Regions from separate parts of the Mus musculus genome. Here region 1 is linked to region 2. Evidence: chromatin contacts called from public HiChIP or PLAC-seq data. All regions are on one chromosome and are shown on one strand. Each heading gives the region's core, a stretch centred on a gene start, on an enhancer-like site or on the middle of the called end of the contact. The rest is flanking DNA. Distances are from core to core; before and after follow the strand shown. Region 1 holds the start of Wsb1 (WD repeat and SOCS box-containing 1). Region 2 has its middle 17 kb from the start of Lgals9.

The links. HiChIP or PLAC-seq counts read pairs in DNA pulled down with a chosen protein or histone mark.
Region 1: an H3K27ac HiChIP or PLAC-seq map of embryonic stem cells shows a contact between it and region 2, with 9 read pairs. The contact joins the promoter of Wsb1 here to the enhancer-like site in region 2. A contact is called at or near these places in 1 of 39 promoter capture datasets (embryonic stem cells), 1 of 484 Hi-C or Micro-C datasets (embryonic stem cells), 22 of 115 datasets of contacts at active chromatin or transcription factors (the 230-238 cell line, the SCID.adh cell line, T-cell acute lymphoblastic leukemia and 12 more) and 4 of 9 other capture datasets (adipose tissue, embryonic stem cells, liver and 1 more).

What each region holds. Positions count from the first base shown.
Region 1 is chr11:79,252,989-79,256,045 of GRCm38.p6, forward strand. It overlaps Wsb1 (WD repeat and SOCS box-containing 1), which reads right to left and starts at 1,707. Exons shown (of 9, transcript NM_019653.3): 1 at 1,365-1,707. The coding sequence starts at 1,404.
Region 2 is chr11:79,000,620-79,003,981 of GRCm38.p6, forward strand. No RefSeq gene overlaps it. Among named protein-coding and RNA genes, the nearest start is that of Lgals9, 17 kb to the left of the region's middle. Within about 2 kb of position 1,997, at least 150 of the 459 cell types and tissues checked have an H3K27ac peak or open chromatin away from gene starts, as enhancers often do. A contact at or near this core is called in the 230-238 cell line, the SCID.adh cell line, T-cell acute lymphoblastic leukemia and 6 more, where this site is marked.

The sequences.
Region 1 (3,057 bases), core at 457-2,956, 250 kb after region 2:
TGTGGCTGGTTCAAACACCAAACCCCAAGAAACAATTCACTAACTCATCTTCAAATGTAAGACATTCTAATTGTTACATAGTCAGCATTTTTCTAAGTGCCTTCACGTTTCCTTGTTAGCTAACAGACACAAACGATTTTTATACTTTAATTAGCTGCTTTAAATACTCAAGTACTGACTAGTAAAATATTATCAACCTCAAGGTTTTTCTCTAAAGTGCTTTGGGGAAAAAAAAAAGTAATGGGGCAGTGGGTGGGAACCAGCCCTAAAACCCAACCTATCTGCATAGCACTTACATCATGAGTCATCACTGAACAAGGCTAACCAGATTCAAGTTCTTCCTCACATTCCATCCTCCGATTTCACGACCAGAAAGGAAGTGTGACAGTGCCTTGTTAAAGAGGGTAGTAGCTCAGTTATAGCCTGACCTGGAACTCTTCACACACTCATGGAGTCCTGCCCCTACCTTTAGCATGGACATGAAAATCCAATTGACAAAACTGTAAAGTCAGTGTCTACTGACGATAATTTTGTTCAACGAATGTCATCCAATGGGCTCAAAGGTGACTCCTTTGAGAGAATTTAAATAATGCTAAGTGCTTTAAAGGGGCCAACGGGCAGGTCTGGCCCACGCCCTTCCACTCCCCATTGTCCAGGCTTCAGCCAGACGCGTGACAGGTCTAGCCACGGCTACATCCTCTGTACAATAGCCCTCCTTCAGCCATTCCACCTATTCTCACGGCTCCTTCCACCCCCACCCCCCCGTGTAGGTGGGCAACATATTCCCTCCTTAGAACCCTTCACTTTCATAACGCCATCCTTTAAAAAACACTAAAACTTTTTTTTCTACGCCGCTGACACCTCTCCAGGTCCCTTTCTCAATAGAGTACCGGACATACAGATGCTGCTGTTCCTGCTGCGCCTCAAAAAACACAAAAGTTCACAACTTCTTCCCACCAAAGAGAGCCTAGGATAGACCACTTAGCCTATGCTAGTAACTCTCCAGGTCCATTCGATATCCAAGACACAGCCGGGAGAATCCCAGGACGTCCGATCCGCACCCCAGCTGTGATGGTGTCACTAGGGTTTGCCCGGCGCTGAGCAAACTCGGGAGGCCCGCTCTGGGTCCATTCACTCCCGGCCGACGCCCATCGCGGGACCGCTTCCTCCCGCCACGCAGCGTCAGTCCTTGCTCCTCTCCATTTCTCCGGAGCCCGGGCATCCGGTCCCCCGCGCTCGTGGGCCTTGGCATCGGACTTCCCCGTTCTCCCATCCCCCACCCCCGTTTTCCCCCCGGGCCCCGGAGCCAGCCCCTTCACGCTCTGCCGGTAGACCCCGCGCTCCCCCTCCATCCCGAGCCTCACCGATCTCTTTCTCGTTAACCCTCGGGGGAAAGCTGGCCATCTATGGGGCACCGTCTGATTCCGGGAACTCGATTCGGACGCGACAACAGAGAAGGGACTCAGCGGGGGCTGAGGGGCGTGACGCGGGCTCAGGCTCTCCCGGGTGTGGAGACTGCAGAGAGAGCGCGGGCGGCCGCTGCGGCTTCTGCGGACTGCCCGGAGGAAATCACCGGAATGCCTGGAACAAAGCCACCGGGTCACACTCAGACAAAAGAGCCGGCGCGCCTTCCACTCACAGACTCACACAGCCCGCCAATGCTTCCGCCGCCAAACCAGACACTGAGACAAGATGGCGGGCGGCACTGATAATATCTGGGAGGCGGGGTGTAGTGGGTGACGTCAGACCATCAGGCCCCGCCCCTCGACGCAGGGGACGTGATGGTCTGGATTCACGGACGGGCGTGAGCCCTCAAAGCGCGACCTGCGGGCATTTTCGAAGTCGAAGGCTCATTGCCAAGGGCAAGCCCGGGATTATATAATGCACGTGACCGAACCGGAAAGGGCAAAGTAGACGTTTCACGTGCTTAATCCCTTTTAGCTACGTCTCTGGCTCCTTAGTACCTGGGAAGTGAAGGTTGCGCTGAAGAAAGATATGATGGAAACTAGCATAGTGGTGTCCAATTGGTCAGGACAGAACAAACTGGTTTTAGGAAAGACTCAGTTGATGAAGGAGACCCAGGGTGATGGGCACCTCTGAGGCCTCCCCAAGACTGCCTCTGTTCTAATTGGTCCCTAAAGTCAGGTCTCCTGAAGAGCTGGCCAATATGACCTCTACCTCAGAATCTGCCCTTCTTCCACAGAAGTTGAGGTCTCTAGGAAGCAGCTAGCTATTCCACATCATTGTTTGGGTGTGCCCCACATCTCAATCTAAGTACCATCTATAAATGATGTCATTGCATTTTAGTGGCCCTTGCGGGACTCTTTCTTCCAAAGGATAACAGATAACGGCTTAGATTTTCTCAGATACTCCTGGAAGACAGAATTGCCCAGCATAACTTTAGATCTCAAACACCATAGGTAGTGCATGTACTGTGTGCATGTCCCTTTGCCCAAGGTAGAAATTCTTAAGATCATGATGATTAATAGAAATAAATCATCCCCTTCTTTAAAAAAAATTACTTGGTTACTGCTTGACAATATGTTTGTCCAGAACTTCATGCACGGCAATGGTGCTGCCTGACGAACAGTAGAAGGAAAAAGAAAATTCAATCTTGTCAAATACAGACCATTATTGTCCCCTAATGTTTTTAGCTTATTTATTTATTATGTGTGTATGAGATATGTGCATGTTTTTGAGTCTTTTTTTTTTTTTGAGAGTTCATGTGTCTTAAATGCTTCTGTGTGAATGCAGGCATTCAGAGGTCAGATGACATCCTAGGATATGAGTCCTCACCTCCCACCTTTCCTGAGACAGGGTCTCTCATGATTTCAGTGCTTGTATACCATGCTAGCTGGCCCTGTAACTTCCCGACTCCCTGACAGCCCTGTTAGAGTGAAGGGATTGTAGAGTAGTAGTCTGTAATCTCCTGCCTTCTGCTTTAACCTGGGTTCTGGGCTTTCGAACGGTCAGGTTTGCATTTTCACCTCTGAGCCATCTTCCCAGCTATTTTTTTTTTGAGTTTTCATACAAAAATATGCAGATTTCACAAACTTG
Region 2 (3,362 bases), core at 747-3,246:
TTCTTTCTTTCTTTCTTCCTTTCTTTCTTTCTTTCTTTCTAAGATTTATTTATTATTATATCTAAGTACACTGTAACTGTCTTCAGATGCACCAGAAGAGGATGTCAGATCTCATTCCGGATGGTTGTGAGCCACCATGTGGTTGATGGGATTTGAACTCAGGACCTTCGGAAGAGCAGTCGGTGCTCTTAACCACTGAGCCATCTCTCCAGCCCCCTAAGCTATTTCTGATTGGTAACTAAAGATGCCAGGAGAGACATAGATGGGGTTTAGGTTTCCAGAGCTTGGGATTGGAGGAGAGATGAGGAGGAAGAGGAAGAAGGCAGGAGAAGCTGCCATGAGTTAGGGGTCAAGAGAACGTGGCCCTTAGGGTCGCTCAATTGGATTTAAGAACAGTCCAGATGAAACATAATAAGTAACCCTCAGGGTCATCAATAGGAAAATAGATTCTGATAGCGTGGAGAGTAGAGCTGCCCAGGTGTTGTGCTGTTTTAAGGCTTATTGTCAATATAAGTCTTAGGCCTTGCTTTGTCTTTCACCCAGGAATTTAAATGGCCTAAGGTGGGGTAGAAACCTTAGGCCAGCCAGGATTTAAATACTTTCTACAACATTTACCCCCTGAGCCACTTTGCTGCCTCTAGGCTATGGCTCTTCTGAGTCCTGCCGTGAAAAAATATTGAGCATTAGTTACACCTGGGAGGAGTGCAAGCTGACTGGGAAGTGGCACAGGGGACCCTTCTGAGGGGAGGACTCCCATCAGTGAGAAAGGTGTTAATCACACTAGGCAAGAACAAGACCATTACCACCTTTTATAAAAAAAAAAAATTTTTTTTAAAGATTTATTTATTTTTTTTATGTATATGAGTACACTATTGCTCTCTTCAGACACAGCAGAATTGGGCATCAGATCCCATTACAGATGGATGCGAGCCACCATGTGGTTGCTGGGAATTGAACTCAGGTTCTCCGGAAGAGCAGTCAGTGCTCTTAACCACTGAGCCATCTCTCCAGCCCCAAGATTTATTTTTACTCATGTGTACAAGTGTTTTATCTGCATGCATGCCTGTTTGTGCAGCGCCCATGGATATCAGAAGAGGGTGTGAGATATCCTGGAGCTGGAGTTAGGGACCCTTGTGAGCAACCATGTGGATGCTGGGAATCAAATCCAGGCTCTTTGCAAGAGCAGCAAGCTATTAACTGCTGAGCCATCTCTCCAGCCCTAATATACACATACATGTATGCAATGTATTACAAATTGTGTAATATATTGCACATACATGTATATGTATGTATACACACACATACACGCACAGATCTTGCCCCACCCTCCATCACCACAAAAACCAAAATTCATGCCTTTCTGTATATGAGCAGAGACAGCAATGACCTAGAGCTGTCATCGTCTCTACTGTTATCCCATAATCTCAGAGAGGATTAGCCATAACCCAGAAAGCACCTAGTGAGGGACTGGGGGCCAGATGCCTGCAGGCTGACAGTCAGGGGTAACATGTGGGGCTCACTGCGTCACTAGGACAGGCTGTCCTCTTTCTCACTGCCCCCAGAAGCTCTTCTTCCAGCTTTTGGTTTGTGGGGACAGTGTATCATTCTGAAGCCCTGGATAGCCTCACACTCATAGCAATCCTCCTGCCGCAGGTTCCCAGCTGTGCCTCTTTTGGTGTTTACGTCTGTGTCTTGTACTCACTGGGCAATGTTTCATTCGAATGTTCACAGGGAAATCAAACCACTGTCACAATGTTTGAGCCCAATTTGAAGCAAGCTTTATTAAATACTAGCCAGGAGGATGGACACTAGCTAGGCCCATACCCAGGATTTCCAGAGAATGGCCACAAATGATGTTAGTAATTTTGGGCAGGTCAGGAGACTCCAGGTCCAGTACAGCATGAACCTGAAGTTCGGTAGGCCCAGCCTTCCTGCCTGAACAGCTGCTGAGTCATGCTTCTTGCCTGGGGAAATTGAAACTGATCCTGTGGGAAGCAGACACCTGGAGGGGTGTGGCGAAGGGAGCTAAGATTCCCTTACAAGGCAGAACAAGGACATAGGCTCATCAGGGTCTGCCCTTTGGTTCCCTCTCCAATCCTCCCTCCTTCTGGGACAAGTCTACAGGGAGAACCGGATGCTATGGAGAACTTCTTAAGGATATCAGCTGATTTCTGGGAATGGAGTGTGGGGGAGGGAACAGATGAAGCAGCTGCGTCAACTCTCCCCACCTTGAGGCTGTAACAAGCCTTAAGCAAACACATCAGCTGTAGCTAGGAAGGGACAGTTAGCACAATGTAGCTCCAGCCGCCTCAGCAATTGCAACCGGGCTGTGTGGTTGTAGGACATGGCTGGAAATTGACATTTTCTCACTGTTGTCCCCTCCAAGCTACACATTTAGGATGCTGTGAGGGCTAGGGTTTTGCTTTAAGTCTTAATTACCAAGCTTAAAGATCTATAAAACAAAAACCTCTCTAACTCATGAGCCCTGCTTGCCCAGAGACAGATAACTTCCTAGAATACTGGACACTGTGGCTCATTGGAAGATAAGAAGCCATATCATATATCTTTACTTCTGAAAGCAAGTCGGTTGGCCCAGCTGCACAGGATGTGTTTGATCAGATGTAAGCTGTAGCTGCTGAGGCGGGACGCACATCAGGATGTATGTTTGCCTCCAGTTGGACAAAGGCAGGAAGTATGTAGTCCTGTGGGGTTTGTCTTTATAAGCACCCGACTAACGTCATTTGTGGCCACTCTCTGAGAATCCTGGGTATGGACCTGGCTAGTGTCCATCCTCCTGGCCAGTATTTAATAAAGTTTGCTTCAAATTGGGCTCAAATGTTGTGACAGTGGTCTTATGCTCACCTGATTGGGTCAACAATGCATCTTAAAGAATGACTCATGTATCCAGCACAGACGACCATAGGTACTGGGTGCCAGGTCAAGGTTAAGGTCAGGGAGAAGGCCAGCTCCGGAGCCTCACAAGCCCTCCAGGAGTCTACTCTACCCATGAAGAGTCTCTGCTGGAGGGAGCGCCGTGCACAGTTCTCCCACCCTGGGATTAAGGGGATCTTTCCTTTCAAGGGGTAATAAAATAGAATCATTTGGGTTGGGCGTTATGGTGATGGAAATTACTACCTGCTGCGAAGGAAGTGAGTTTGCTCCAGGTCTGAGGAGAGTCTGTGCATGGAGCCTTGGCAGTTAGGTGAAACCAGGCAAGCATTCTAGTCTCAATACCTCTGTTTTCTCACTGTAAGTCAAAACTGGTGGCAGGTCTACTTCCGAAGGGGACTGGGGGTTAAGGAGCAGCTGGTTGTCAGGCGCTCAGGCGGCGGAGTGGGCATGCTGGGTTTTCTGTCATTTGT